Regions from separate parts of the Mus musculus genome. Here regions 2, 3, 4, 5, 6 and 7 are each linked to region 1. A link is a contact called in public Hi-C, HiChIP or PLAC-seq and promoter capture Hi-C data. All regions are on one chromosome and are shown on one strand. Each heading gives the region's core, a stretch centred on a gene start, on an enhancer-like site or on the middle of the called end of the contact. The rest is flanking DNA. Distances are from core to core; before and after follow the strand shown. Region 1 holds the start of Foxk1 (forkhead box K1). Region 2 holds the start of Zkscan14 (zinc finger with KRAB and SCAN domains 14). Region 3 holds the start of Ptcd1 (pentatricopeptide repeat domain 1). Region 4 holds the start of Bud31 (BUD31 homolog). Region 5 holds the start of Micall2 (MICAL-like 2). Region 6 holds the start of Mafk (v-maf musculoaponeurotic fibrosarcoma oncogene family, protein K (avian)). Region 7 holds the start of Psmg3 (proteasome (prosome, macropain) assembly chaperone 3).

What was found. Promoter capture Hi-C pulls out the DNA fragments that hold promoters and counts their contacts. Hi-C and Micro-C count contacts between places; a contact is called where the count stands out from the background. HiChIP or PLAC-seq counts read pairs in DNA pulled down with a chosen protein or histone mark.
Region 2: a contact with region 1 is called in an H3K4me3 HiChIP or PLAC-seq map of bone marrow-derived macrophages, with 3 times the contacts expected there. The contact joins the promoter of Zkscan14 here to the promoter of Foxk1 in region 1.
Region 3: a contact with region 1 is called in a Hi-C map of B cells, with 7 read pairs. The contact joins the promoter of Ptcd1 here to the promoter of Foxk1 in region 1. A contact is called at or near these places in 1 of 39 promoter capture datasets (cranial neural crest) and 1 of 484 Hi-C or Micro-C datasets (B cells).
Region 4: a contact with region 1 is called in an H3K4me3 HiChIP or PLAC-seq map of bone marrow-derived macrophages, with 4 times the contacts expected there. The contact joins the promoter of Bud31 here to the promoter of Foxk1 in region 1. A contact is called at or near these places in 2 of 39 promoter capture datasets (the 3T3-L1 cell line and pre-B cells), 1 of 115 datasets of contacts at active chromatin or transcription factors (bone marrow-derived macrophages) and 1 of 9 other capture datasets (adipose tissue).
Region 5: a promoter capture Hi-C map of liver shows a contact between it and region 1, with 4 times the contacts expected there. The contact joins the promoter of Micall2 here to the promoter of Foxk1 in region 1. A contact is called at or near these places in 2 of 39 promoter capture datasets (liver and pre-B cells).
Region 6: an H3K4me3 HiChIP or PLAC-seq map of embryonic forebrain shows a contact between it and region 1, with 4 times the contacts expected there. The contact joins the promoter of Mafk here to the promoter of Foxk1 in region 1. A contact is called at or near these places in 2 of 115 datasets of contacts at active chromatin or transcription factors (astrocytes and embryonic forebrain).
Region 7: a promoter capture Hi-C map of liver shows a contact between it and region 1, with 6 times the contacts expected there. The contact joins the promoter of Psmg3 here to the promoter of Foxk1 in region 1. A contact is called at or near these places in 4 of 39 promoter capture datasets (embryonic stem cells, liver and pre-B cells).

What each region holds. Positions count from the first base shown.
Region 1 is chr5:142,400,171-142,402,853 of GRCm38.p6, forward strand. Foxk1 (forkhead box K1) reads left to right here and starts at 1,327. Exons shown (of 9, transcript NM_199068.2): 1 at 1,327-1,871. The coding sequence starts at 1,354.
Region 2 is chr5:145,200,537-145,203,219 of GRCm38.p6, forward strand. It overlaps Zkscan14 (zinc finger with KRAB and SCAN domains 14), which reads right to left and starts at 1,346. Exons shown (of 3, transcript NM_023322.2): 1 at 744-1,346. The coding sequence starts at 1,139.
Region 3 is chr5:145,165,770-145,168,452 of GRCm38.p6, forward strand. It overlaps Ptcd1 (pentatricopeptide repeat domain 1), which reads right to left and starts at 1,335. Exons shown (of 9, transcript NM_133735.2): 1 at 1,185-1,335. Cpsf4 (cleavage and polyadenylation specific factor 4) reads left to right here and starts at 1,444. Exons shown (of 8, transcript NM_001291248.1): 1 at 1,444-1,690. The coding sequence starts at 1,588.
Region 4 is chr5:145,139,022-145,141,704 of GRCm38.p6, forward strand. It overlaps Bud31 (BUD31 homolog), which reads left to right and starts at 1,355. Exons shown (of 6, transcript NM_001310771.1): 1 at 1,355-1,421; 2 at 2,284-2,415. It overlaps Pdap1 (PDGFA associated protein 1), which reads right to left and starts at 1,004. Exons shown (of 6, transcript NM_001033313.4): 1 at 946-1,004. The coding sequence starts at 958.
Region 5 is chr5:139,735,006-139,737,688 of GRCm38.p6, forward strand. It overlaps Micall2 (MICAL-like 2), which reads right to left and starts at 1,328. Exons shown (of 17, transcript NM_174850.3): 1 at 1,013-1,328. The coding sequence starts at 1,155.
Region 6 is chr5:139,790,190-139,792,872 of GRCm38.p6, forward strand. It overlaps Mafk (v-maf musculoaponeurotic fibrosarcoma oncogene family, protein K (avian)), which reads left to right and starts at 1,347. Exons shown (of 3, transcript NM_010757.2): 1 at 1,347-1,523.
Region 7 is chr5:139,825,566-139,828,248 of GRCm38.p6, forward strand. It overlaps Psmg3 (proteasome (prosome, macropain) assembly chaperone 3), which reads right to left and starts at 1,329. Exons shown (of 3, transcript NM_025604.4): 1 at 1,157-1,329; 2 at 563-799. The coding sequence starts at 778.

The DNA of each region.
Region 1 (2,683 bases), core at 77-2,576:
GCGCCGGTGCATGCACAGGCGTGAATAACTGTGTGCTCCTTTAGCCCTGTTTTATTCGTGTTTTTGTTTTTGTTTTGAAACAGTGTTTCCACTATGAACGTGGAGCTCACTGATTGGCTAGGCAGGCTGGCCAATGAGCTTCAGGGATCTATCTGTCAACCTTTTACCCAAAGCGCTGGGAAGATCGAAGCTCTCAATGGGTTTTGAAGTCGGTCCCGGGGAATGAACTTTCCTGTCTTGGGGGATGAGTGCCATCAGGCAATTTACCAACTGTGTCAGCTCCTTCAGTCATTATTAAATGTGAGAAATCGAGTGTGTATGTGTGTGCATGCACTCGCGCGCTGCAGGTCCTGGGGGAAGACTTGGGGGAATTAGCATCCCAGTGCAGGACCTTAAATTCTCAAGGGATTCACATGGTGCCAAGTTCACCATTTAAGTGTTTTCAACTACCGTCAATCTTCGGGTGTCCACAGTCCCTAGAAACAGGCAGAACTGTTCGCCTTAAAAGGAGCAAGGGGAACCAGCTGTGGTGGTGCACAGCTGTGACTCCAGCAAGAATTGCGGAGCCTGAGCCGGGTTGGTCGTCAGCTAGAAGCCAATCTGGTCTACATACATAGACCCTGTCTTTAAAAAATGAATTTTTAAATTGATTTTAAAGGGCTAGGCACACACCTTAATAGCTACACTCAGGAAGCTGGAACAGGAAGATCATGAATTTGAGGCCAGCCTGATCTAGGTATTCAAAACCAGGCTAGCCTTGGTATGAGACAGGATCTCAAACAACAAAACAAGAACAATCGAGATGGTTCAGTAAATAAAGGTGCTTGTCACCAAGCTTGTCGACCTCAATGCCATCCTCAGAACCCCACAGGGTAGGAGAGAATAGACTGCTGAGAGCTGTCCTCTCTGACCACACAAACACACGTGCGCGCGCGCGCGCACACACACACGTGGTAAAGAACCACAAGTAAATAAATGAATGAATAAAATGTAATTTGCAACATTATACCAAACCAAAAAAAAAAAAAAAGCAAAGCACAGAAAGAGTAGCTGTGCAGAAACGATCAGTAAGGAGCAGAGACCATTTCAAGCATCCCTGGACTTTAAACTCCAGCCTCAATAGGACACCCCTAAAAACGTGATGAATCCAAGCACCCTTCGGGACTGGAGGAGGGGGCTCTGTGTCTCTCTGCACCCGCCCACCTCGAGTGGAAGCTGCGCGCGCAGCGCGAGGGTCCTGCGGTGTCCCGGCTCCGCTCCAGGCCACGATCCAGCCCGGGTTTCCGCGCGCGCCGCCCCGCCCCGCCCCGCGCCGCCTCGGCCGCCACCGGAGCCGCTCGGAGCTGCGCGAACATGGCCGAAGTCGGCGAGGACAGCGGCGCCCGCGCCCTGCTGGCGCTGCGCTCGGCTCCCTGCAGCCCCGTGCTATGCGCCGCGGCTGCGGCCGCCGCCTTCCCGGCCACTACGTCCCCGCCGCCGCCGGCGCAACCTCCACCCGGGCCGCCCGCGCTGCCCGCCGAGCCCGGCCCCGGGCCGGTGCCCTCCACCGTCGCCACTGCCACCACCACCGCGCCCGCCCTGGTGGCCGCGGCCGCTGCCTCCGTGCGCCAGAGCCCCGGGCCTGCCCTGGCTCGCCTGGAGGGTCGGGAGTTCGAGTTCCTGATGCGACAGCCCAGCGTCACCATCGGCCGCAACTCGTCGCAGGGCTCGGTGGACCTAAGCATGGGCCTGTCGAGCTTCATTTCCCGGCGCCACCTGCAGCTCAGCTTCCAGGAGCCTCACTTCTATCTTCGCTGTCTCGGCAAGAACGGCGTCTTCGTGGACGGGGCCTTCCAGAGGCGCGGAGCGCCCGCCCTGCAGCTACCCCAACAGTGAGTACTGCGCCACCCTCGGGTCACCCCTCTCCGGACCTGGCCTGAACCCCCTGGCCACCCCTGACCTCTACCCCGCCCAGCTTGGCTCCTTGTCACTCTGTGATCTCGACCCTGCTCAACCTGAACCCCCCGCCCCCCGGTCACCCCCTGAACTCGCCTCCGCCTGGTCTGGCACCTGGGTCGAGCCTCAAATTTCTTACCGTTCCCACCGGGTCCCAGCCCTTGGTCACTCCCTCCTCCATCTCGACCCTGCCAGGCCCTAGCCCCTCTAATCTCGACTCTATCCGGCTCTGATTCCCTAGCCATCTCCCAGTCTTGATCCCACCTAGCTCTGACCCCTGGTTACACAGATCTCCATCCCACCCGGCCCAGCTGAGCCTGATCCTTAAGTTACTGGTGATCTCACCCATCACCTGGCTCTGACCCCGTGGTTGTCCTGATCTTAATCACGACCCAACTAACCCTGACTCCCCAGTTAACTCATTGGGCACTGATCCCTGGATGGGCCCGACTCCCATTCAGCCTGAAATCCTGTCACCCTGACCCTGGACAGGCCTGAACACTTGGGTCCATTCTAACCCCTTTCTCTCTCTCTGACTCTGACTCTGACTCTGTCTGTCTGTCTGTCTGTCTGTCTCTCTCTCTCTCTCACACACACACACACACACACACACACTTACACACACACACTTGCACACTCCCCAACCCCATCTGTCTTCCACTCCTCCCATGTTGGAGTTGGCTACCCATGATCTCCAACCCTTTCTGAACCCAGCTTATCCCTAATCCCACCTGGCCTCAATACCTGG
Region 2 (2,683 bases), core at 96-2,595, 2.8 Mb after region 1:
CTAGAAGACTGACCTGTGTTACGTGCCCAGTACCCACATTAGGCAACATACAACAGCACGTGATTCCAGTTCCAGGGGTCTACTACCTTGTTCTGTGCTCCTTGATCACCCCTACACGTGTGGCATACACTCATACACATAGTCACACACAGGAAACAAAAATAAAAAGAAACTAGACTTTTTACACTGACAATGATTGTAGATTGTATTCTAAAAGGCACACGCGAGCTCTGTTTCAATTAAGCTAGGAATGATGGTCCACACCTTTAATCCCTGAACTTTGGAGGTACAGTAAAAGTGGATCTCTGTGAGTTAAAGGTCAGTCTGGTATAATATATAATGAGTTCAAGTCAGATAGGGACACACAGTGAGACTCTACCTTTAAGAAAAAAAAAAATCAAACTGTATCTCAAAACCAGTAATAAGTATCAAGAGTATTTATTTTTTCCAAGGTGCCTTCTCATGGACCTAACATATTCAAATATAGGGGCCATTCTCATTCAAAGTGTGTGTGTGTAGACAACCAGGCTGTATTCTCTGAATCATCACGACTGGGCACGCGGGCACGTTAATGCAGATGCCTAGAACATGGCATCAGATCACTTGAAGCTAGAGCTACAGATGGTTGTGAGCCCCCTCTATATGGGGTCCTGGGAACTGAGTTCATTCTCTGGAAGAGCAGCTCAGGGTCTTAAACACTAAGCCATCTCTCTGGTGCCATGCAGAGTCCACTCGAGTCTCACCTGCGGAGAGGCCCGATCCAGTGCTCTTTGCAGAGTCCGCGCCAAGGCCGCAGCCTCCTCCCCACTTTCAGGGCTGTGGTCCCGCACGTAGGCCTGGAGCTCCTGGGGCAGGATGGTGAGGAATTGCTCCAGCACCAACAGCTCCATGATCTGCTCCTTGGAGAGCAGCTCGGGCCTCAGCCACCTCCGACAGAGCTCCCAAAGTCGGCTCAGCGCCTCCTCAGGGCCGGCCACTTCCTGGTAGCGCAACTGCCTGAATTGTTTTCGAGAAGTTTCGGGGTTCTGCCAATCTCCGGAACCGGAGGACTCCTGATTCCCCGGAGAGTCCTCCTCCACCTTCACCGTACAAAGCCCAGCACCGAGAGGTGGCGGGACGACCCCAGAGCCTGCAGCCATTGGAGCCTCTGGACCGTCCAGGTCGAGCTTGTTTTCTAGAAGAGCAAAGCCCAATGACTTCACGGACCTTTTCTGAAACCGAGGCGGAGTGCTACCCTCTTCCAAAAACGAGGCCCAGAAAAGGCCACTACGGACACAGCACACACGCGAACCCGGTCTTCTCAGTTCTCATTTCGGCAGGTGACAGAAAAACAAACCGAAGCGGAAGTGCGTAATTAACCCCGCCTCTGGGAAGAGGCCTCGCCTGCGTAAGGTCTTTCTAAGCGCCCTGGAGGACTAAGATGCATCTCTATGGTTCGCCTTTCTTATTTTACTAAAGGGGCCGCAGGCCACGTCATGACAGTCATGACAGATTGGATGGATGGATGGATGGATGGATGGATGGATGGATGGATGGATGGATGGATGGATGGATGGATGGATGGATGGATGGATGGATGGATTAGATAGATAGGGGGTCCTACACAGAGAAAAAAATTGTCTTGAAAAAAATAAATATAAATAAATAAATTTTAAAAAAAAGATGGATTGGTGAGATGGTTCAGCGGTTAAAGACACAGGCTGCTCTTTTAGAGGATCTAGGTTTAATTACTGGCTCCCACAACATGGTGCAGGTCAAACAGCCATAAATAAAGTAAAACTATATCTATATCTACATCTATCTATCTATATACACATGTATATTTTTCTTTTAATTACTTAAAAATTGTTTTTGACTCTTTGAGACAGGGTTTTTTTGTATAGTCCCGGCTATGGAAACTAGCTCTGGGAACTAGACTGGCCTCGAACTCACAGAGATCTGCCTGCCTCTGCCTCCCCAGTTCTGGATTTAAAACCTTGTGCCACAACAGACAGGTAAAATAAATAAATCACGTTAAACCAAAACCAAAAACACCCCAGAGAACCAGAGTTTAGTTCTGACACCACAGGAACAAGCACACTTACTCTAATCCCAAGAGATCTGACTGCCCTCTTCTGGCATCCTGTGGCCAGTAGGCACACTTGTGATGCATAGATATAATTCAGGCAAGACACTGTACACGTTAAAAAACAAAAAACTCCATCACTCAGGAGGCAGAGGCAGGAAAATCTCTCAGTTTGAGGCCAGCCTGGTCTAGAGAGAAATTCTAGGGTAGCCAGGGTTACATAGAGAAACCCTGCCTGAAAAAACAAACAAATAATTTGAAGTGCATTAGTGGCACACACCTTTAATTTCAGAACTCAGAAGGTAGAGGCAGGCGGGTCTCTGTGAGTTCTAGGGAAGCCTGGCCTACGAGAGTTCCGGGCCAGCCAGAGGCCAGAAAGAGGGCATCGGATACCCTAGAACTAGAATTACTGAAGGTTGTGAACCACAGGAGTGATTTAGAGTGAGATGGCCCGCTAGACAGTCCCGGGTACACCTCAAAATACAGTTTGCTTCAGTCGTGGATTTGAGAGATGCCCTTCCCTCCGCCCCCAGTGTTGTGACCTTAGTTCTGTAACTAGGTCTTCCACTGATGGCAGGGGTTGCAATTCCACGGTAGTCTGTTTTGGTGGGCCCCTGA
Region 3 (2,683 bases), core at 85-2,584, 2.8 Mb after region 1:
GGTGCAAGCAGGGCCTACCAGAGCGAGCAGAGGTCCTAAAAAATTTCAATTCCCAACAACCACATGAAGGCTCACAGCCATCTGTACAACTATAGTGTACTCACATACATTAAATAAATAAATAAATAAACAAACAAATCTTTTTTAAAAAGAGTCAGAAAAGAGAGACAAGTTTACTCAGAGGGTAGGCTCTGAGTTAGGAAGACCTGGCTCTGTGCAGGGTGGGGAGTGGGAGATCAGTCAAACTTACTATCTCAGCTGGGTAGAAAAGAGTCAGAAATTCAGGGTCACCCTCAGCTATAATGTCAACTTCAAGACCAGCCTGGGCTTCATGAGATTGTCTTTAAAAAGTAAGAGTAAGTCGTGATGGGCCATGCCTTTAGGCCCTGCACCAGGGAGACAGAGGCAGGAGAATTTCTATGAGTTCAATGCCAGTCTGGTCTACAACTGTGAGTCCACGCTACTCAGGGCTACCTAGAGATCCCCAGTCTCGACAACAACAACAAGAGGCTCAAGAGGGTCTCAGCAGATAAAGGTGCTTACTGCAGAGCTCGGTGACCTGAGCTTGATTCCTGAACATACTTGGAAGGACTTGTGGTACAAGCTTTTCCCTAATCTGCACTCGAGTGGTGTGGAAGGCACATATATGCACATGCTCCCTCTCACAGAGCTACACCCTCTCACCCTCGCATTCTATTTTTATTAGGCTGTGCTGGGCCTGCTTACTTTGAAGCCCTTTAATAAAAAAACAAAACAAACAAACAACAACAAAAACAAGACATAATAACAGGGAAAAGAGGTATGACGGTATTTTGAGGCTTAGCTCTACTAGGTTGACTCGCTCTCCAGGGTCTCATGTAATGCAGTCTGGTCTTGAGCTTCTGACCCTTCTGCCTCCACTTGCCAGTTAGTGGGATTACAAGTCTGTACTAACACTACCGGCTTATGCGGTGGTGGGGCAAGCACTTTACCAACTGAGCCACACCTCCTGCCCCCTTACCCGACTTTTAAACGTCTGCATTAGAGCTACACCCACAGAGAGACCTGGGACCCTAGGTCGCCCCTTGCTTCCTCTCCCCAGGCCTTTAGATCCTCCGTTTTCGCATCTGAGCTTGGACAAAGTCCCTCAGGTCCAATTTCCACCCGGCTTCCGGGTTTCCTATGAGGGTTGAACAGAAACTCACTCTGAGCGTTCTAAGCGGCGAGCCCCTAGTGAGACGTCCTCAGAGTCGAGGGACCGCGGCTCCAGAGACAGCGTTCCTGCCCTCAGCACAGACTACGGAGATCCCGCGCAGGCGCACTTGCGTCGCCGCCTCTTGTGTAAGATACAGAACCGAAAGAAACAGGCGATCGGTCGGCGGCTAGTCAGGCCTGAAGGAGTGGCCGGACTCTGAGCTCCGTTGGCTGAGTCTGGATGGGAAAAAAGGGCCGGCGCGGGCTCCAGCGCTCCCGGCATCCCTCGCGGGGCGGCGGCTGCGGCGGCGGCGGTGGCGGCAAGCGAGAAGGGGACGGGGAGAGGTAGCGTGAGTTGCGGAGAGCGGCTGAGAGACCTGAGGGGGAGCTGGGCCCGAGGCCGCCGCCGCCGCCATGCAGGAAATAATCGCCAGCGTAGATCACATCAAGTTCGACTTGGAGATCGCCGTGGAGCAGCAGCTCGGGGCGCAGCCGCTGCCCTTCCCCGGCATGGATAGTGAGTGCGGGGCCCGGCGGGTGGGTGGGCGAGTCTGATTCTGACCAGAGGTTACCCCAGCCCTGGGCCCTGGAACCCGGGACCCTCGCCTAGTTCCTCCGCTTCCGTCCTGGGACTTCCCGGTGTCACTTGAACTCGGGGAGACCTTTCCTTGGATCCTTGATCCCCGGGGACTGCTCCGTGGCAATCCTCGGGACAGCAGGACTGTGTCGGTTGTTCGCGTAATTCTCCAGTGAACGCGTGTCATCCTGAAGTGGAACTGCCTTCTCCCATCCTGCTCCAACTTCAGCAAAGTCTTAGAATGTCCCCCATTTCCACCTCTTAGCGTGCTCCTCTCTACTTTCATCAGAACTAGGCGGTAGAAGAGTCTGAGTGTATCTGACTGTCGAAGACTCCAAGTAGACCCTCATATTCCAGGCTTGCTTTAGTCTAGCTCCTGGGAAATCCTTCCCTGTCCTGGAATTGTCCGTTTTCCTCACTACCCCACCTCCGGGTCACCTGTCCCAACTCAGGCCCCCAGCGAACCTTTAGACCGAGCTATATTTACTGTCCCTCTTCATGTGATGAGATGGTTTTCCTGTTCTGGTGGGATATATCTTCCGTTTGGGGGAGCTGCTTCAATTCAGACAGAACTGTCCTCTTTGGCCAGGTCGTCCTTGCACATATGTCTACTCTTTGTTGTTGTTGTTTTTCGAGACAGAGTTTCTCTGTATAGCCCTGGCTGTCCTGAAACTCACTCTATAGATCAGGCTAGCCTTTTAAGCACTAGGTTTTTACTCAATTTGATGGCACTGCCTTGAGACCATGGAACATTTGTGTGGGGCAATAGATCCACAAACCTGTGGAGGCAAGTGTGCACTTGAAGTAAAGATTTGGGTTTCTTTAAAAAACACAGAAATAGCCGGGCAGTGGTGGCGCACGCCTTTAATCATGGCTCTTAGGAGGCAGAGGCAGGTGGATTTCTGAGTTCAAGGCCAGCCTGGTCTACAGAGT
Region 4 (2,683 bases), core at 105-2,604, 2.7 Mb after region 1:
GCTGCCAACATTTACTGAACATCTGTTCTGTGCTGGGAGCTAGCCAGGCCCTTAGAGCGATTTATTCTGCCACCGTAACTCCTGTCCGCCTGTCTCCTACTCATCCAACTAAGCCTTATTAATACCCCTGTAGTTCAGATGAAGAAAACGAACTGGAAAAGTTTTGTTTGAGGCCACAGACTTAAGATGTGATATATCTGGTATTCAAACCCCTGATTCTAAGGGGTGAAACCAATGTACGATGGGAAACACTTGTTTTCTTGGTCTCTACACACAGTAATAGCTGAACATTTAGGGGCTGCGGGGCACTGGGCTGAGTACGTGGGCTACCTAGTTTATGCCTCTCTCATAACAGGAGGAAAATATAATCAATGTCCCCCACCCCAACCCCCTTTTTGGAAACGACAAAACCGGGACACAAAGAAGTTAGGCGACTGGCTCAGAAGCACATCCTTAGTGGCTACGGTGCAAGGAGAGAATCAGAGCCAGGTCCCACATCATCAAGTCAAGGTCTTATTATGAGGCAGGCGTGGCTCCTCAAAAGCTCCACAAAAGCCACATTTTATGCTCGAGGCAGCCAGGCACCGCACCAGCGCGGGACGCGGTGACTCAGTCTCCGGCCAGCCAAATGGGAGGACAAACTTCAGATGCTCCGGAGGCTTGGCCGAGACTCCTGGGTCCTGCTCTCCTCAAGGACAAGGACCCAGCACCCGTGAGTCTCCTCAAAAATCCCCGACGGAGAGGCCCTCAACCACTGTGGTCCTCGGCTTCCCAGGCAGGACAATTGAGCGTCGAGGCCCACGCATGGCTGGGAGGCGACGGGGATGGCCTCCTTCAGCGCGGATCTCTTAGAGGCCCCAGACCCGCGGGCTGAGGGGTCCGCGGCAGCCCGCCTACGGCCGCCACTAGAGAAGCCACGCGAACCACGCGCGCCCACCCCCTCACCTCCTTTAGGCATCTCGGCTCCGGCGGCTGCAGCGGCGGCGGCGGCGCCTCGAACTGACACCGGAACCGGAAACTCCTTGGAATCGACTTCTTCCGCCCGGCTTGGTTCCCTCTCCGCGCGCCACTGACGCCGCCACCGCCGCCACGGCTGCGAGGATCTGGGACCTCACACCGAGGCCGGGCTGTCTTGGGAGGTGCCTGAATTCCTGACCAGAATATGTACTGCCAGGAATCCGCGTTCCCCGGTGTCCCTGTCCGAGGAGACACGTAGCCGTGTGGGCCACCCCTACAGGAAGTGAGAGGAAAAGGGCCGTACGGTTTACGGAATTCTACAAAGGCAGCGCCAGGGACACCTAAGATGACGCAATCTCCGCGCGAGGTGGGCGGGGCCCCGCGAGGGCCTTATTCTGAAGAGTTTGTCGCCGGAGCGGAAGCCGTCAATAAAGAAGCAGCGGCCTTAGGTGCTTGAGTTTCCGGTGAGTGTTTCTCTGCTCGGTTCTCGAGTACCGTATCTTTGGCAATGGTTACGGGCAGGAGAGCTGTGTGAGCTGCTTATGCGGCAGAGGCTGGAGTCTCCGATGACTTGCACAGGGGATGGTAAACTTGGGGCTCGCTCTTTCTCTCTCTGCGTGTGTGTTTTTTTCCCACGTCGTTTTCTCTTCCGGGACCGTTTTCTGTCTAAACACCGCTTTTTTTCTCAGATGCTGCTCTTGAGTTTTCTGCCACTGTCCCTTCCGTAACTTCGCTCTTGTTCACCCCTTTTCCCGCTCTTCTACGTCTGTAAACAGCCCAACACAACACCTCTTTCCTCCTGATCCGATCGCCTCTTCGTTTTACCTCTCCCCGGCCCCGAGAGCCTCTCGGGTTGAGTCCTCCTAGGTCAGGAGAAAGTGATTCTCTAATCAGGCTGTGCGCCCTGGGAAGGGCTCAGAGTCAATCTATCTTTTAACGTAAGCGCTGGAAAAACCAGAGCAAAGACCACTGATGGGGAAGTCAGGAGCCTCTAATCTGTTAGACTCACTGGTTGTCAGCAATGTGACCCTGAGTCCACGTCTTAAGAGTTTTATTCTTAATTTATTAAATTGTTAAGAAGGGGTGTGGGAATAGGGGATTGTAAAGTGTCAGTCACCATACAGTGGATGGGACTAAAGACAGTTTTGAGCAGATGAGTCTGTTATGCTGATAGGTTACTCTTTGCCAGCTAGAAAGCTTTATGCAATCGGAAGAAGAAGAAAACAGCGTTTCTATTTAGATTTTGACTGGCCTGCTTTGTTGTTCTAAAAAGAGAGATTTTTGGCGGCTATTTAACGTGTGTAATCTACTGCTTTTATTCTACAGATGAGACAGAAGACTGCAGAAGAAAAGTGATCTCCCCCAGAGTCACAGAATAGTTGGTAAATCTGGACAAGAACACAGCTTTGTAACTGTGAAGACCAAGAATTTTTTTTATATTACTCTCAATACCCAAAGGTATTGTGCATTCCTTCTTTCCTTCCTTCCTTCTTTCCTTTCTCTGTCTTTCTCTCTTGCCTTCTCTATTTCTCTCTCTCTCCCTCTTACTGTCTGTCTTCCTTCCTCTTTCTTCCTTTCTTTTCTTTATTTCTTGACAGGGTCTTATGTAGTCTAGATTGGGCACAAGCTCACCATATACCCAAAACTGGCCTTGAACTCTCAATCCTTCTGGCCCCACCTCACACATGCTTGGAGAATGCGTGTGTGTCACAGTTCCCTTCTAGGG
Region 5 (2,683 bases), core at 78-2,577, 2.7 Mb before region 1:
TCAAGATTCCGGCTTCCTGAGCAGAGCAAAGCTTGGCACAAGGGAGTCTGATAGCACCAGGCCTGGCTCTTCCTGACACATTGTGTAACACGAACAATATTTGTTTGTTTTTCCTTTTCGGAGCCTCAGTTTCCCCATCTGCACAGCAAGAAGGCTGGCTGAGGTGGGCTCCACAGGTGCTGCCTGGAGCCTCACTCAGCCCTAAGACCTCCCTGGGAAACACTCCCAGACCAGCCAACTCTGCATTTATGTACCATGTACAGGAGAATGCTTTCCTCTGAAGGGCATGGGCTGTAGGTGATCTTGTCCCATTTCAGGACTCTGGTCACCAGACTAACTTAGGTCCCTGTAACAGAGTCTGCCTAAGTGTTTGCTAAGTGAATAACTGATAGAACAGTTTGAGTTGTGGGCCAAGGTCCTTCAACAAGACAGAGCTGGCTTGCTTCCCAACTTCCTATGCCAAGACTCTTCTTCTATAGAAGGCTTTAGACCCAATCCCTGTCCTCTCCTACAACTTCCAAGGATGATGGCCCAGACTCCATTGTCTCCTGTCATTCTAAGGTGCTAAAAGGCTTGCGCTTCCCTCTTTGATTGCTTTCCCAAAGATGCCTAGACAAATTAGAGGAGGGGCAGTAATCCCACTAGAAGCCTCAAATGGCCCTGATCTTGGGGCCAGACCTCAGACCCCCAGGAGCTGTTCCTTTGCCCTTTCTCAGGGAGCTCGGGGAAGGCGGACGCTGCCCTGAGTCACCACTGACTAAGCCGGCTGGACAGCCCATGTCCTGGCCCCTGGCCCAGCTGCACTTGGTGGCCTGCACAGAGGCTACTTGACTGCCACAGCCTTGGAGACCACCAAATAGGCTGTACCTGCAGGTCTCTGCTCTACCCCGGGTGGCCCATCTGAGAGGGGTGTGTCTGAAACCTCCGACCCGGATCCCAAGGCAGGCGTGGCCTCAGTTTCCCGTTTGCAGCGGCACATCAGAGCCCGACAGAGGGGTTAAAGAGCACTCACATAAGGTCAGGCCGGTGTCGGTGCAAGATAGCGCAGAAGGCCAGGCCATCGCGGAACGAGGTGGTCATGTTGGTGATGCTCACGTCCCGGTAGCCCTCGCACTGCTGCCGGCACCATTCTTGCAGGGCCTTTATGGCGGCCATATGGGCGGCAGGACGGGCTGGCGGCTCGAGGAGCTGGCTACAGGCCCCTCTTGGGCCCGAGACGCGCAGGAGGCCCGGACCCGCCGACCACCAGCCGGGCTGGAAGAAGAGAACACCGGGAGACCGGCGCCCCACACACTCTTGACGCCTGCGAGGCCGCCGGCCCCGCCCCCTAGAGGCCCCGCCTCTTCAGACCCGCCCCCACAAGATCACGCCTCTTGAAGGCCTGGCTCACCAGCTCCAAGCTCCACACAGGCTCCTTGTTCCGGCCGCACCGCCCCAGTTTGGTCAGGCCACACCCACGCCCCACAAAGGGCACGCCCACATAAGACCACGCCCCCTCTTTCCTGGGACTTGAAGAATAGGGGCCCGGTACTCTGGGCGTTGGCTCCCGCCTTGGCCTTTAGCCATAACTCCCAGCAGAGGCGTCGGGGTTTTCTTTTTTTGTTTTCCTTGAGACCGGGACCAATGTAGCTCGCATTGGCCTCTAGCTTATTATAAAAGCAAAGATGACCTTGTGTTTCAGATTCCCCAGCCTCCACCTCCTTTACTGCTCTCGGATTACAGGCTTGTGCCCCACACCATGCCTGGTTTGTGCAGTGCTGGGTATGGACCCTGAGGCTTCCTGCATGCCAGGCAAGCATACCACCAGCTGAGCTACACTCCCAGCTACGGTTTTCTTTCTTACTTTTAATTCTATCTTATGCATATGGGCTTTGGTCTGAAAGTGTATCTGCACCCCTTGTGTGTCTGGTAGCCCGGGAGACCTGAAGAAGGCCCCTGCTCTTCTAGAATCGGAGTTGGAGCGGGTTGTGCTGCCATGTGGGTGCTGGAAACTAAACCCCAGGACTTCTGGAAGAGCAGCAAATGCTCTTAACGACTGACCCATCTCTCCAGTCCAAACCCGCAACAGCGTTCTTTTATTTTATTTTATTTTTTAAAGTTGAGGCCAAGCTGCCTAGTCTGCCTAACTCATCCTCCTGCCTCAGCCTCTAGAGTTGGCAGCCTGTTGACAAATGGGAAAACAGAGGCTAGGGTAGATGCAACCTCTGAGGAGTGTCCCTTTTCAGGGTCTACAAAGCTGTCTGGTTGGAAGCTGGGGTGGACCTTGCTGAGTAGTGTGCTTTCCCATCAGACAGATACTGGTCGTGATGGCACACACCTGGAATCCCAGCCCTCAGCGGGGAGAAGCTGGAAGATCAGAAATCCAAGCTTATCCCAGGATACATATGGGGTGCAAGGCTGACATGGGCGACCTGAGACCCTGTCTCAAACTTTAAAATACTGTCTGCTTTCCCTTCACCCTCAAGGGTGCCAAGCCAGCCAGAATAACCGCTCTACATTCACAGAGGAGGAAAGGAAGGCTGAGGGGGCACGCTCCAGGGGTCTTGAGACAGGAGACTCTTAGCCTCTTTCAAGTCTCTGAGGATGCCAGGGGTGATTAAGGAAAGTACCTCTCCCAGGTCCTCAGTTAGAGCCAGGGGCTGCCCTGAATGTTCTTTTGTTGTTTTGTTTTGTTTCTGAGACA
Region 6 (2,683 bases), core at 97-2,596, 2.6 Mb before region 1:
GCCCAGGAAGTGGCACTATTAGGAGGTATGGCCTTGTTGGAATAGGTGTCTCACTGTGGGTGTGGGCTTTAAGACCCTCATCCTTACTGCTTGGAAGTCAGTCTTCCTAGCAGCCTTCAGATGAAGATGTAGAACTCTCAGCTCTGCCTGCACCATGACTGCCTGGATGCTACCATGATCCTTGATGATAATGGACTAAACCTCTGAACCTATAAGGCAGCCCTAACTAAATGTTGTCCTTATAAGAGTTACCTTGGTCGTGGTGACTATTCACAGCAGTAAAAACCTAACTAAGACACTATCCATTGCTTACAGGGAGAGGGAGAGGGGGGAGGGGGAGGGGAGGGGGAGGGGGAGAGGGAGAGGGAGGGAGGAGAGGGAGGGAGGAGAGGGAGAAGGGGGGAGGGGGAGGGGGAGGGGGAGGGGCAGGCTTAGGTGAAGGCACTTAGGGTGAAGGCAGAAGGATTAAGAGCTTCAAGACAGTGCCAGTGAGGTGGCTCAGTGGGTAAAGGTACCAAGTCTGAGTTCAATTTTCGGAACCCAAAAGTGGAAAGAAAAAACAGATTCCCTAAAGTTGCCCTCTGACTTCCACACATTCGTGGTAGTGTGTGCACACCAATCCACATACATATGAACACACATATAAATAAGTAAAAAAAAAAAATAAAGTTTTATAAGTGTTCCAGGCCACTCTGAGCTGCACAGTGAGACCTTACCTCTGTCTCAGATATAAATCAAAAGGTCATGGTATGGGTCAGAAGAGGATGCTACATACATATCTCTTTCTCCTTTGTAGGGTGCATCTGCCTTGCTGATTATGTGGTGTAACTGAGCCACTTCGCCACCTTGACGTGGGCTTGGTGTTAGGTCCAGAACATGGTCACTAGCCAGTTGGCCTCTATTCTCTCTGCCAAGACCCGGGGAGGCTCCAGCAGCCTCAGGATCACAGTGAGTAGCATAGACGACAGTGGGTGACATAGAGACATAATGCCCAGGCTGAAAGTTCAAGGAAACGTGGGGTCCATACCCAGTGTGCGTCACGCTCGCCTGACACCCCCTACCTTGGGAAAGGAGCACAGACCCCGCCCCGGGTGTGTTGGGGATGGACAGGGCCAGGAGCTCAGCAATGAGACAACTGCACGTGGAAGCATGTAGGAGGACCCAGGGACTGGGGCAGCGAGGGGCGTGGCCATCAGGGGCGTGGTGCCGACGCGCGGCCAGAGAGGGCGTGGTTTTGGTGAGCGAAGAAGCGTGAGCAACAGGGGCGTGATCACTAGGGGCGTGGCCATCGCGGGGGCGGGGCGGTGACGCGCTTCGACGCGCGATCCCGGAAGCGGTGTCAGTACTGGGGAGCCGGCGGCGGGCGGCGGGTGGCAGGGACTTGTTGTTCTTCGCCGAGTCGGAACGAGAAGTCCGAAGCGCGCAGGCGGAGACGGCGACTAAGGGGAGCGCGAGAGCAGAAGCGCTTGTGAAGAGTGCGTGTCCGCAAGGAGCCGCCGCGCCCGGCCCCGCGCGCGACCCGGGTGAGTGAGGGGCTTCGGGAACTGGGTAGGGGAACCCAGAGTTCGTGCACCTGCGGGAGGAGCACCCCGAAGGCCGCGGGACCCAGCCTGGGCCTCGAGCACGTGCCACGCGGGACCTAGCTCAAGGCCCACACGGGACCCACCACGTGCGGGAGAGTGGCACCCGGGAGCCGTGCGCACCTGGCCATTTCCGTCGGCGTAGAATTCGCCCCCACCTCGCCCCCGGCCGGGACCCCGAAAGGGCCTGAGTAACTGGTGTCACTTTCTAATCAGCTGACCGGCCAGCGGTGCCGGATGTGGAAGCTGTGGGTGGGGAGCGAGGCAGGTGACCGTCTTGGCCAGCCTATCGCTTCCGTCACTTTCTTCAGGTGTGGTCTGGGGCCAAGGTCCCATCCAACTCTGAAGTGCGAGGTTCCCTAGTAGGGTGAGCGGATAGGCGTGTTAAGAGTGTGCATGTTTACGAGCGTGCGGCGAGAAATCAGAAGCAAAAACTCTAGCAAATTACAGGTGAAGAAAGCCTCGTGGGTCCTAGGTGCCTAGATTAGATCTCTTTGGGGGAGATAGACTCCTCTTCTGGTATCCTTGAGATAACAGCCACTCCAGCCTCCTAGAACTTGCCCCGTAAGAACGCAGTCGGTATTTGGGAGGTGAGGCTGCTTGGTGCTCTTGTTTCTCTAGGGAAGTTAGTCTGAGCCTCGCTTTTCACACAGCTCTCATTGCTAACACAGATGCACTTTAACAGTTCGCCTTCCAATTGATGGACAGGCACTCAGTACACTCAGTCCTCAAAAGCTAGCTTGTGTCTCAGCTGGTAGGTAGTTCACCCCTTCCACTCCTGTGGAGTCACTAAAATTAGCCCTGGGACCCCAGAGGTTGGCACTGCTGAGGTCATACTGTGGCAGCAACATTTCAGAAGGTATCTGGTGGAGTGCACGTGGGTACTTTGATGCTTTGAGCTGGTGTTTTAGGGCCAGGTAACTTCTTTCAAAGGTGTTGGTCTAAAGCCATTATGTTATGGTGGCACATGCTTGTACTCCTAGCACATGGGAGTCTGAGGCAGGAAGATCTTGAGTTTAAGGTTAGCCTGGATTGCTTAGCTAGTTCAAGACCAGCCTTAGTTACATAGCGAGACACTGTCACACAAAACCAAACTGAAACAG
Region 7 (2,683 bases), core at 79-2,578, 2.6 Mb before region 1:
GCAGCCTCCCCCTGAAAGGATTACAGGTGTGTATAGTCACACTGGGGACAAACACTGTCTGCTCCTAATGCTTTCCTTAAGAGACCTAGGCCAGCGTCTCACGCTTTCCCCAAACCCCCTAAGCTAGGACAACAGTGATTCAGAGCACCACGTGGACTGCATAAAGCAGACAGAGGGAACTGCCCAGGAGGCAGTATTAAGACTTTTCCTTGGTACCTCTGCCTACCGTCTCTCTGGTTACTCCTAATCAAGACAGACAGGCCTGCAAAGGGAACTGTTGTCAAGACTCAAGAAGCAGACATAAACATAGAGCCATCAGGACAGGGTCAAACTGAGGAAATGGCTATGTCATAAAAATCAATCCCTCCCCGAGTGTTGAGTAAAATGCTAACACGCTGGGAAAAGCATCACTCGAGCCAGCCAGGACACCCTCAGTCCAGAATGGCCCTGGAAAATGCTCACTGCGCATAGTTTGGGTACGTATGGAGTTGTGCCTATCAGGCACCCCATATCCCTATGGACAAATGACAGCAGAAAAAAAGATGCTCTCAACTCCCATTACCTCGTCCTGCCCGAGGAGGACTCTCGTGGTGAGCACTGGCTTGCTGATGTCATTGGCCACATTGCTGGGCTCCAAGGACACTAGCGTACCCATCTTCCCGAACTGGGTCACCACAACTAGGATGTGGCTGCTGAAGGCCGTGCAGACCACCTGGGTGGGCACACCGCACACCACTTCTGTCTTCTGTTTAGATACTACCAGTGGTTTGTCTTCCATGGTCCCGTTCTTCAGCGGAGGCTTTAGTTTTAAAAGAAAAGAAAACAAGGGATGGAGCAATCAGAATCGGACACAACCTGGAGCTCGACAGCAGAAATGACAAGCGGCCCATTCCAAGCTGCACGTGGTGGCACATGTCTGCCATCCCAGGACAGGGGACGCTGAGGCTGGAGAAGTCCCAGTTCGAGGCCAGCCTGAGCTACATGGGGGAGACCCTGTTATCAATACCACGCCCCAACCCAAAAGCGAGTGCGCGCATGCTCGTGCGGGCTTTTGTGAGCGTCTTTGTCCCGCCGCACTGCTTGCGATGACCGCCATCCCCGCGACTAGCTGTCCCACTTCCAGATTATCAGGGATGAGGAAAACGGCCGAGCTCACCGGGGAGCCCCGACGGCGCAGGACTGGGGATGGCTGGATCACTACTGACAGCAGTTGGGACCGAAACCCTCGGCAACCAGCGCTCACCCCACCAGCAGCGCCAGAAAGCGGTTTCAGGGAGCAACTAAGCCAGCAATGGTTTAGCAGAAGTCCCGGCGAGAACTTCCGGTTCCTGTCCGTTGGGCCTAAGGTCCGTAGGCCACGGCAGTCCCAGGGCCTAAGGTTCCGTGCTGCAAAGGAGCCGTCCAGGCTTCGTGTTAAAGGGACAGTGTGCCTCTCCGAGCTCCAGGATCTCGGTGGCGGTGCTTGACCACCTGTGTAGGGAGCTTTGTGTCCTAGCTGTGGACACAAAATAATATTTGTTTTAATATTATTAATATTTTAATATTTGTTTTCACTTGGTGTGTACCTGGCTTTGGCTAAGGCACACTTAATATACAGTAACTTGTTTCGTCTGTTTGTCTGTCAGTTTTGCCTCTTTTAGTCACGGTATCTCCGTGTAGCCCTAGTTGTCCTGGAACTCACTATGTCGACCAGGCTGGCCTCAAACTCACATATCCTCCCGAGTTCTAGGATTATTTCCTCCTCCTCCTCCTCCTCCTCCTCCTCCTCCTCCTCCTCCTCCTCCTCCTCCTCCTCCTCCTCCTCCTTCTTTTCCTCTTCTCCTCCTCCCCCTCCTCTTCTGTTTTTTGAGACAGGGTCACAAGTACCCTAGGTTGATCAAGGAAAATATTGAACTCCTGATTCTCCTTCCAAGTGCAGGGATGACAGGAACACACCCCACACATGGTTTGCTGGTGTGGGGATAACATCCAGGAGTTTATGTATGCTACGCAAGCATTCACAAACTGAGCCAAATCCCAACCATCATTTTTTTCTCCTTCCCTCTTTCTTTCATTTTTTTCCTTTTTTCTTGTGGGTATCGAGGAGCAAGTCTCATTTACACTAATTATTGTTCATCTTGCAGAATACTTAAAAGAATTAAACAGTATTTGTTTGTTTGTTTATTTATTTGCATGAGTATTTTTGCCTTCCTGTATATGGTGTCATGTGCATGCAGTACCCACAGAGGCCAGAAGAGGGTGTTGTGTTTCCTAGATTTGGAGTTACAGACAGTTATGTGCTGCCATGTAGGTGATGGGAACTGAACCTGGTCCTCAGCAAGAGCAACAAGTGGTGCTCTTAATGGTGACCTGTTAAATCAAAGCACTTTTTTCTTAAAATTATAGACTGTAAATTGAGCATATCCCCCTTCCCTCTATCTTCCCTTTTCTCCCCTCCTTCCTGTTTGTTTTCTTAAATGTACACCACACACACACACACACACACACACACACACACACACACACACACGGTTCAGTGTGACTATGTAAAATCTAGGCCCCACCAGTCAGAGAAAACATATGGTGTCTGTCTTTCTGAGACTGGCATAATTTGCTTAACACGATTATCTTCGGTTTCATCTACTTTCAAGAATAACATAAACTCACTCTTTTGTGTGTGGGTTCCTGTGTGTGTGTGTGTGTG